Linked DNA regions of Mus musculus: region 1 is linked to region 2. The links are chromatin contacts, called in public ChIA-PET maps. All regions are on one chromosome and are shown on one strand. The core of a region is the stretch at or near the end of the contact, and the rest is flanking DNA. Distances in the headings are between cores, read along the strand shown.

Region 1 (4,749 bases), core at 1,114-3,613, 160 kb after region 2:
GTACATATCAGATCTACAGTTCCATGGAATATCTTAGATTGCAATACACTGAGTAACATCAGGGCCTTACTGATACTTCAGACTCAGTTCAGAAACATAAGGAAAAAAAAAAAAACAGAACATTTGTCATTAGAACAGTTTGCATTCTTCATACAAAAACTCCTGTATACAGATCTAGGCTTTCATTCTAAGCCTAAGAAGTTTAATATACATGACTTCATTATCAACAAATACCTTACCACCCAACAAACGATGATGAGCAACTAGGGGCTCTCTCATACAATAACACTGGACTGATCAACAGAAACAACAGAGAGCTAAGAACTTCTCAGGAACCAGGCATTCTGCTACCTCCTATGTAACCCTGGGTAACCCTTCAAGCTCAGTTTGCTCATCTGTAAGCAGTACCAATAACATTATCTATGTTGGAGGGAGGAAGATAATACTCTCTCTCTCTCTCTCTCACACACACACATACATAAAATATACAATATATAAAATCACTGGAAAGAACTACCCACCTCACTAAGTTATATAAGCCATAAAGTGTTCAGAATACAACCTACTACATAACAAGTTCTTAATGATTAGCATCATATACTATTACCAGAATTTTAAAAATATTTATTTATTTGTTTGTTTGTTTATTTATTTATTTTATGTGTATGAGTACACTATAGCTGTCGGCAGTGGATCCCATTACAGACAGTTGTGAGCCACCAAGTAGTTGCTTGAAATTGAACTCAGAACCTCTGGAAAAGTGGTCAGTGCTCTTAACCGCTGAACCATCTCTCCAGGCCCTACCAGAATTTATATAACATCTCATTTCTTAGTCATAGATATTCAAAAATGTTTCTTTATGTTGTCCACTAAATTCACTAACCAAACAGAAACAGCAAGATGGACTTTCTCCCTCTCTCATTAAAATTAAGAGATAGAGTTGAGTATGGTGGCACACATCTCTAACCCCAGCACTTGGGAGGCAAAGGCAGAGGCAGGCAGATCTCTGAGTTTGAGGCTAGCCTGGCCTACCTAGTAAATTCCAGGACAGCTTGGGGGTGGGGGTATATAGAAAGACACTGTCTTTAAAAAAAAAAAAAAAAAAAAGGAGGAGGAGGGGGAAGAGGAAGAAGAGCAGGAGGAGGAGGATAAGAAAAAGAAGAGAAAACAAAGAAAGAAAAGAAAGGAAGGAAAAAAGAAATATCCCAGTATCTCCCGTACTAACACTTCAAGTTTGTTGTTAAAAAACTAAGTGCTGTTATAAAAAAAAACAACCATTTGCATCTTAACTATACCTTCAAAGAGAGCCCTAAGAATTTCATGCATAAAACAATTACATTTGTTGAAGGATATTTGCTAAGAATTACAGAAACAAAACATATTTTTATAAATAATTATTTTTATTTTTGAGATTATAATTACATTATTCTCCCCTTCCCATTATTCCCTCCAAACCTTCCTATGTATCACCCTCAACTCTCTTTCAAATTCCTAGCCTCTTTTTCTTTAGTTGTTGGTGTGTGTGTGTGTGTAATATGTGTGTGTGTAATATGTATGTGTGTATGTGTGTAATATGTGTATGTGTGTGTGTAATATGTATGTGTGTGGGTAAACTTTACAGGAAGATGAGAGTGAAATAGTTCACTGCACCCGAGACTCAGCACAGTGATTCTGAAAGCAGCCAGTTTCTCAGAGTCACAGGAAATGGTTAAGCAACCTCAGAGCAGTCATTTGGTTTTGCACCACAAATGTTTTTCAAAATAATTATCTTCAAATAATAGGATACCTTAAAAGTGTCCAAGAAGAGAAGAGAAGCAAGTTTGCTGATATTACAGGTTCCAACTCTGTTTGAGATATTCTTATCCCCCCCCCTTAAAAAAAAGCAATGGGAACTCATATTTTAATGAATTTTCATACTTTGTTACTAACATAAATTCTTAAAATCTAATCAGAAAGATAAAAATAACAGTAAGAGTCAAACTTACCAGTGAAAACTAAGCAACAAAGTTCAATACAAATCTCATACAAAACAGTCTAAACATGATGGGTGGGGAGGTCATATCTTTAGAGAACTCTCATTTTATCAGGGTTGATGCTTTTGGGAAAACTGTATCTGTTGTTTCCTTTTCCCCTGTTCTACTTGTTGAGTGACCCCTGGTACAGTAAATAAGTATCTGGGGGAGACTGTACTTCAATTTTTTCTAAGTGGAAAAAACTTCCACAAAATTCTTAAATGTCTTTATAAGATCTTTAAAACATGCTTAACTATTTTCCATTTCTTAAAAGTACTATTCTGAACATATGGTCATCACTGGGGCTGGAGGGCAATCAATGACTGCACTGTTAATTTTAAAGACACAGAACTCAGTGTTCTGTCTGAAAAGCAAACTTACCCAGGCACTGGTGCTTCTCAGCCAAACCTCAGAAATTGGCCAACTTGTCTCATATGCCTCGTTCTAATTAACAACATAAAGTTTATAGCAAATCATGCTGCACTGAATTTTGCTGTTTAGTTTTCTTTAGACAGGATTTCACTCTTGGCTCAGGCTGGCTTTCAGCTCACCCATGGCTGGCCTCAATCCAGTACGATTGCTCAAGGCTTTGGCCTTGGCAAAGACTGCTAGTGCTGAGAATACTGGTATGAATCACCGTGCCCAGCAGAGTTGTTTTTGTTGGTTTTTTTTTTTTTTTCTTTATTTTAGGTTTTAGTTTAGACTCTTTTTTTTTCACAGTACTTAATTTTACTATAGTTGTATTTTTCAGGGGATTTATAACTTGGTTATGATTTAGAATATTAGGTAACAAGCAGTTCTTTGACTATGCAGTCTCTGAGTTATAATAATATTTAAAAGAAATAGGTTAGATTAAGATATATGTTTATTACTATTTATTACCATTTAAGACATTTATAAAGTTTGTGGTTTTAAATACAGAGGAAATTCCTATCACCAGAAATTTTCTGTCTTCTCAGATTTCTATCTAGGTTCAGGCACAATTCCTGGCTTTGACTCCTAGTACCATCCCCAAACCAAAAATAAAGCAATCCAACAGCAACAACAAAACAAACAAAAAACCCAAACTCTATATATTATCAAAAGTTAAAGTGAAGATTTCAGCAAATAATTAAACTAAGTGAGTACCATTATAGTATGGCCACTTGGGTGAAGTGACCAATGCTCAAGTATTAGTGTCACATAAACCAAATCACAATAATACCACTCATATCTCTTCTTCAATTCTGTACATAGAAACCTCAACAAGACATAGGACATGGTTCAATTAACTGTATAATAATCATGAAGAAAAATGGAATGCCATTAGCAGAAACAACTCTGGGCTCAACATAATTAAATCAGTCCTTAGTGAAGGCGAGAGGTGGATAGATCAGGGTACAGTTATATAAAAAAGGGCATGGCTTGCCTTTTGCAGCTTTGAAGATGAAAAGAGGGAGTAGGAGCAAAAGAATGTAAGTGGCCTTTAGAAGCTGGGAAACTAAAGGCCATAGTTCCTACCCAGAGCCCACAGAGTGTTTACTAGCAACACCCGGCTAAGACAGGTCATGCATTTGGCCTACAGAGTTGTAGGAGAACAATTTTGTACTTTATTTTCTATCTAATCTGTGATCATTTGTCATGGTGGCAATGGAAATTAGTAAACTTCTATGCACAGCATATCCACATTTGCAGCAGGTCAGCTCTCCTCTTATGGTAGAGGGCAGTGTGTGGGGGCATTACCCAAAGTCAGAAGTGATATTTTCAGTCATGCTATAGCTATTAGGTAATTCAACTAGCTTATGAAACATAAAGAGATTTATTCTGACAAGTTGGGTGGAAATCTCTGGCAAAGTTCAATAAAGGGAGTGTCCTAAAACTATTCTTGAATTAGGTTAGAGACAACTCTAAGACACTGGCAAAAACGACTAAGGTCTCGACATGCTTTGTCCTCAGATTACTTCATAGCTGTCCACAGTTCACTTTGCCTTACAGGAGATAATGGAGAAAACACTTGGCAAAGCAGTCTACACGAGGATTAGTGTCTATCTTAATACTGTTCTCTTTCCTTTGACCATTCTACCCTTAGGGCAGGCTTTAGTCACAAATAGTGTGCTGGTGCCAATTAGGTAGAATTTCATTGAGCCAGCCTGATATTTCTGTGTACGAGAACCAGGAAAAGTAGCCCTGCAGGCTACAGTGTTGAGAGAATGCCAGAGGGAAAAGAATTGTTCTATGAACCTAGAGATATTTTTCTATGAACTTACAAAAATTACAGAATAACCACCAGAGAACTAGAGAGGGGGGCAATAGGGAGATACATACATATATACATACATGCATATAAACATACATACATACATGCATATATACATACATACAGATCAAAGCTGCAAGGTAGCAGTGTGCATTGGTGTCTATTTCTGCTTACAGTAGTTGCTATTCTTACCATTGTGACAAACATAGCTGACAGAAACAACAGAGCATTGTCTTTGGCACACTGTCCAGAAGGTAGCTGATCATGAGCAGAAAGGATTATCACTCAAGGGTGTGTAGCTGTTAACAGTGAGAACTGGAGCACATTGTTTATGTCATGGCAGAAAGGATGCAGAGAGCAGACCTGGAAGCAAGGGCCAGCCTATAATCCCAAAGTCTCACTCCTAATAGCCAACCACTATCCATTACCATGTCCATAAGGTTCAGTATCTTCCACCAACTGGGATCAAGTGTTCAAACATATGAGCTTATGGAAAATATT
Region 2 (5,294 bases), core at 1,910-4,409:
GGGCAGATGCTAATATATCCACAACCTAATATATTGGAACACATACAAATGTTCATGCTTTGACCAGAGAGGTCAAAGTGTTAAAGAACTGAGAGTAGTAGGGTCTGGCTTGTGGAATTCTATTTGTTGAAGGCTTGCTTGCTGTCAGGATGAAACTGAGGTGTTGGTGACACTGACCAGAGCCCACAGGCCATACACACAAACTCTGCAAGTCACTTGCAGAAACTTAGACTGCAGGTTGCAAAGGCAAAATGTTCTCAACCACATGAAAGACAGACATTACAGCATCTAAGATTAGGAAAAGAATTCTCACTTCTTGCAGTTGGTTTATTTGTTTTGTCACTTGCAAAATCTTAGCCTGGGTACCCCTTGTACCCCTTGGGTACAATGCACTGTTAAGCAAGGTCCTCTAAATTATTAAAGATCTGTCTTTAACACCAGCAAGGATGAATCTTTAATTTGGGTTTTCATATCCTTACAGTCTTTAACTTTTGCAGACACTTAACATTACAGTTATTCCAAATCTTGCTCACCATGCCTCTGCAGATCCTCAGCTGATGTTACAAAGGCTCTGAGTAGAGTGTACTTAATTTAGCTCTGGAGATTTCAGACAAGAAGGGCCTTTTTCTTGATCTTTAAAGCACATGGATGAATAATTCTAGGAAGTCTGTTAATATGGACTTGATATCTTTCCATATGCCTTCCAACAGAACCTACCATATGTAGGATATACGTTCAATAAAATCTTGGATATAAAAATGATGACTTGGCACATGCATCTTGCTTATTTTCTAAAACAAGCTATGGAAGAAAATCAATCCATTGACAAATTTTATGAAAGTTATTCTTCATTCTGAATTGTGTCAGAATGACAAGAAAATATATAAGGAGCACATCAATAAACAGTTTTAAAGTGTTTCATAAGTTATTAAAAATGATAGTGATTTCTTTTTGTTGTTGGTTTTTTTGTTGTTGTTGTTGTTTTTTTCGAGACAGGGTTTCTCTGTATAGCCCTGGCTGTCCTGAAACTCACTTTGTAGACCAGGCTGGCCTCAAACTCAGAAATCCACCTGCCTCTTCCTCCCCGGTGCTGGGATTAAAGGTGTGCACCACCACTGCCCGACTGATACTGATTTCTTGTTAGGCATTCCTACTTAAAATTTGCCTGTGATTACCAAATTTTAATTCTAAGAACTTCTTTGCATTCAAAATAAGAAGGAAGGAAGGAAGGAAAGAAAGAAAGAAAGAAAGAAGGAAGGAAGGAAGGAAGAAAGGGAGAAAGGGAGAGACAGAGAGGGAGAGAAGGAGAGAGGGAGAAAGAGAGAAATAGAGAAAGAAAGAGAGAGGAAAGAAGAAAGAGAGAGAGAGAAAGAAAGAAAGGAAGAGTACACGATTAGCTACTATTTGATTTGAGGACAGCCTACAGATTAATCTTAATTGTATCTTGACATTGTGTTGTTCACAGAAGAAATAAAAACCTTTTGAGAATAAAAGCAGAACTTTAATGTAATTTAGAAAAGCCATAAACTTTTAGAAGGACTATCAAAGAACTTTTTAACCTGAATTTTGCCTTACTTGATTCTTATATAGAACAGTTCCTCTACTGAGAAACTAGCATTGTTCTGTGTTCACAAAGGGGGATTTATCAGGAAGACAAGGAAGCGTCTATGCTGGCTGACTAAAAGCATAATGTCAACATATCTTACTTGAAATTTGTCATTGTTTTTCTTAAATAAGTTTCATGAAATATTGTAAGGCTCAAGACCTACAAAACCGGGTTCTGCCACTGCCAGTTAGAAGTGGGATAGGCAGAAGCAGCTGAAGAAGCATTTTTCTAAGAACGAGCCTAGGGACTTCAGAATCATCTGGAAGGCTTATTAAAATGCATATTTGGGAGCTGGGGAGTTGGGTCAGTTGATCAAGTGTTTGCTACACAAGTGTGAGGTTATGAGTTTGACCCCCAGTACCCACATATTAAAAAAAAAAGTGAGGCATAAAAACATGTACCTACCATCTCAGATCTCAGCACTGGGTCTTCAAGCTTACTACCCAGCCAATCTAATTAATTGGTCACCTCTGAGTTCAGTGGAAGATCCCATCCCAAAAAGTAAGCTGCCCAGCAAGATGTCTCAGCAGGTAAGATGATTTGCCTGATGCTGACTCTCTGGGACCTGTGGTAGAAGGAGGGAATGGACTCCCAAAATTGTCTGCTTACCTCTAGACATATTCCCCTAAAGACTGTCCTCCAGGCACATCCAATGATGCACATATGCCTGAAATCAGTACCCCCTCCCCCAGATACATACATGCATACCATTCACTATTCACTTTATTATATAAAGTTATTTTTATTAATCAGTTTGGTGCCTGGAATTAGACGTATTTAACAAGTCACCAAGTAACAGCAAAATGAGCATCAAGGGTCTTGAACTACTGGACTTGAGTTTTGGGGTAGATTCAGTGGAGATCTTCATTGGGTCATCTATGGGCTCCTGATGACCAGCAGATGACCTAAACTCCAAAATAAAATACAAAGCCAAAGGATTTGGGCTTGGGGAAATTTTCTTATCCAGTAGAATTTAGAAAGTTTAATGGAAATGGAGTGGGGTCTGCTGGCCACTCACAATGCATCTCATTTCACATGCCTAAGAAGTCCACAGCTGACTTTGCTAAAGATCATGACTGTTGAATATTCAAGCTCAGAACTTTCAGAGTGCAGAGGATGGAAGCTGTCTCTCTGTATTAGCGAATAAGAATGGGGGGGGCACATAAAGCAGTTTACAGATCTGTATTTATGATGAGGTCTGGTGGAAAAACAGTGAGAATAAACCATATGGGAAAGTCTAATTCCAGCAGGGAGCTGCTTTGAAATAACATCATACTTCACTTACCCCTATCGATGGCCCTGATAACCAGTTTGGAAAACAATAAAACACCCTGTAACTTGCCATATTTTATTTTCTTACAGTGGTCCCCACTGTTTGGTGGTGACTCTGAAAGTGCTTGTTCTTACAGGAGCATCTGGACTTTGGTTTTGACACCCCAAGCAGACTGCAAATGAGCTAAATTGCTTGCCCAAGTACAAGTTCTTATGGGGGAAAGGCCCTCCTTAAAGCTCTCAAAACCAAAACAGGCGGCAGTTACTGGCTTGGATTTGTAGTTTCAGAAGAAAGCAGCTGGCTAACATTAAAGACATTCTGAGGAACTTGTCTTTCAGAAATACAAAGGACAATAGGGAGAAAAGTTCTTGGATGGCTCTGAGCTGGTTTTATGTGCTTATTAACAGGCACACTTTCTCCCCATTGGGAGGGAAAAGCAAGCAAGCAAGCAAACAAAAAAACCCAACAGTACACTGAAATAATAAAACAAGTGACGGCAGGTGTCTGATTTCACATCTTGATATTAGCTGAGTCCCCCACCTTCTTTTTTCATGCTTCCCTGGTAAAGGCTCTGTCTACGGCCTGCCTGCCTGCCTGCCTGCCTGCCTGACTCTACTTTGATCTGTGAAGCAGTGCCATACTGCTGTAAATGTACATGCGTCCTTTGATCTAGTACTTAGTTGCTCTACTTAAATAGATAGCTTCTTTTAACTATGTAGTGTTCTCTCTCTCTCTCTCTCTCTCTCTCTCTCTCTCTCTCACACACACACACACACACACATACACACAAAGTTGGCTTAAACTACTATTATTTAGACAGAAAAGTATTTCTTAAGATTGCTCTGATCTGACTTTTATTTCCTAAATTTTAAAATCCTAAAGATCTGTTGTAGATTTTGTAAAGCCAAACTTATATTAAAACGAGTTGCTGTTACAAATGTTGTGTAATATTGGCAAAACCCTTGCTTTTTTAATGGGAAACTAGTTTGTCAAAGAATAATAAACATAACATTGTTTTGCCTATACATTGGCAAAAATGCTCATATCAGGGTCTGAGCATAATAGCCAATTATCCTTATGAATTTTAGCCCATGCTTAATATACTTTCATATTGCTGGCTCACAATACCATAAAAGTGTATAGGAATGGTACTTTTTAACAATAAGAAGTATATATATTTATTCTTGAAAGAACTTCTTACACATTTTATTAGGTGTTTTATTGGTTTGTTACTGACTAGCCTATACTTCAGTCTGTTATCCATTCAGTATATCATAATAGGGCAGGGATGCAAAGAAATTACATCACAATTATGTAATAGGGGAGAGACACAAAGAAAAATGTGTAATAATCAAGGCATGAAGGTAGGAGACAGCAGGGAATGACCAGCAAACAATTATACTCAAATATGGTCGGGGCCTGCAGCCTGGCTTGAAAGTGGTAGGCCAAAATTCCCAAAGACGCAGCATTTAAGCATCACTGAAGGACAACCTGACTCAAATCTTATGGCCCTTTATATTTCTGGCCAAGTTTATAGCACAAAATAAAACCATATATGCAGAAACTCTCTGATCTAAGTATTCTAACCCTTGGGAGATATCTAAAGTTTGAAAGATTTGCTGCCTCATGCTCTACCAAAAGCCTTCTTGCTTATATGTGGGTGTGTTAGATCTCTTGTGTTGGATGAGAGTTTCTGCATATCAACTAATCAATTTCAGATTCAACCCTACTATTATGTTACTAAGAAGGACATCACACACAGAGAATAATTAACTAGTTCAAAGGCTTATACAGTTAAGAGCTGAACACCAACAGTCTGAGTCCAGAACCCATATAAATGGATACGTGGAAATGCAGTGTTGGAATTGTGAGATGCTGACTTCTTTAACACTCCCTCTCCTTCCTTCTCAAGTGCTGCTTAAGTAGAGCTGAGGCCAGGCGGGATGCTGCTAAAGTGGCGCTCATCAACTCTCTCTTCAATGAGCTACCCTCCCGAAGGATCACCAAGGAGTTCATCATGGAGAGTGTTCAGGAAGCAGTAGCCTCCACCAGGGTGAGTACCGAGGGGGCGGGGGAAGGGCAAGAAAGATGTGGCCTCTGTGATAACATGGGGACATTTGAATCTTGGGAAATACTAAAGTAAGCAAATTTCTCATTTCAACAATGTGGAGGTTAGATTTTGTCCAGTGACTTACTAACATTTAGCAAAATAAACCTTAGGTTGAAACTCATGAAGGTGGAGCTAGCTGCTCATTGTGCATTTTGCCAATACTCTTGACAAGCCAGGATCAAAAACGATCAAGATTCGGGGTGAGGAATGTCACATGATTACACTGATTCCAATGGTCCAAGAATGTAGGCAATGGAAGAAAGATTTATAATCGAATGACAAACCAGTTCTAATTTTCCCCAAAT

The links. ChIA-PET counts read pairs in DNA pulled down with a chosen protein or histone mark.
Region 1: a contact with region 2 is called in an RNA polymerase II ChIA-PET map of memory CD8 T cells, with 24 read pairs. The contact joins two enhancer-like sites. A contact is called at or near these places in 2 of 115 datasets of contacts at active chromatin or transcription factors (embryonic stem cells and memory CD8 T cells) and 2 of 9 other capture datasets (adipose tissue and liver).

The regions. Positions count from the first base shown.
Region 1 is chr17:17,598,523-17,603,271 of GRCm38.p6, forward strand. All of the region lies in intron 1 of Lnpep (leucyl/cystinyl aminopeptidase), which reads right to left. Among named protein-coding and RNA genes, the nearest start is that of Lnpep, 24 kb to the right of the region's middle. Within about 2 kb of position 2,364, at least 186 of the 459 cell types and tissues checked have an H3K27ac peak or open chromatin away from gene starts, as enhancers often do. A contact at or near this core is called in memory CD8 T cells, where this site is marked.
Region 2 is chr17:17,438,857-17,444,150 of GRCm38.p6, forward strand. Lix1 (limb and CNS expressed 1) reads left to right here. Exons shown (of 6, transcript NM_025681.2): 3 at 4,792-4,932. Among named protein-coding and RNA genes, the nearest start is that of Lix1, 39 kb to the left of the region's middle. Within about 2 kb of position 3,160, at least 26 of the 459 cell types and tissues checked have an H3K27ac peak or open chromatin away from gene starts, as enhancers often do. A contact at or near this core is called in memory CD8 T cells, where this site is marked.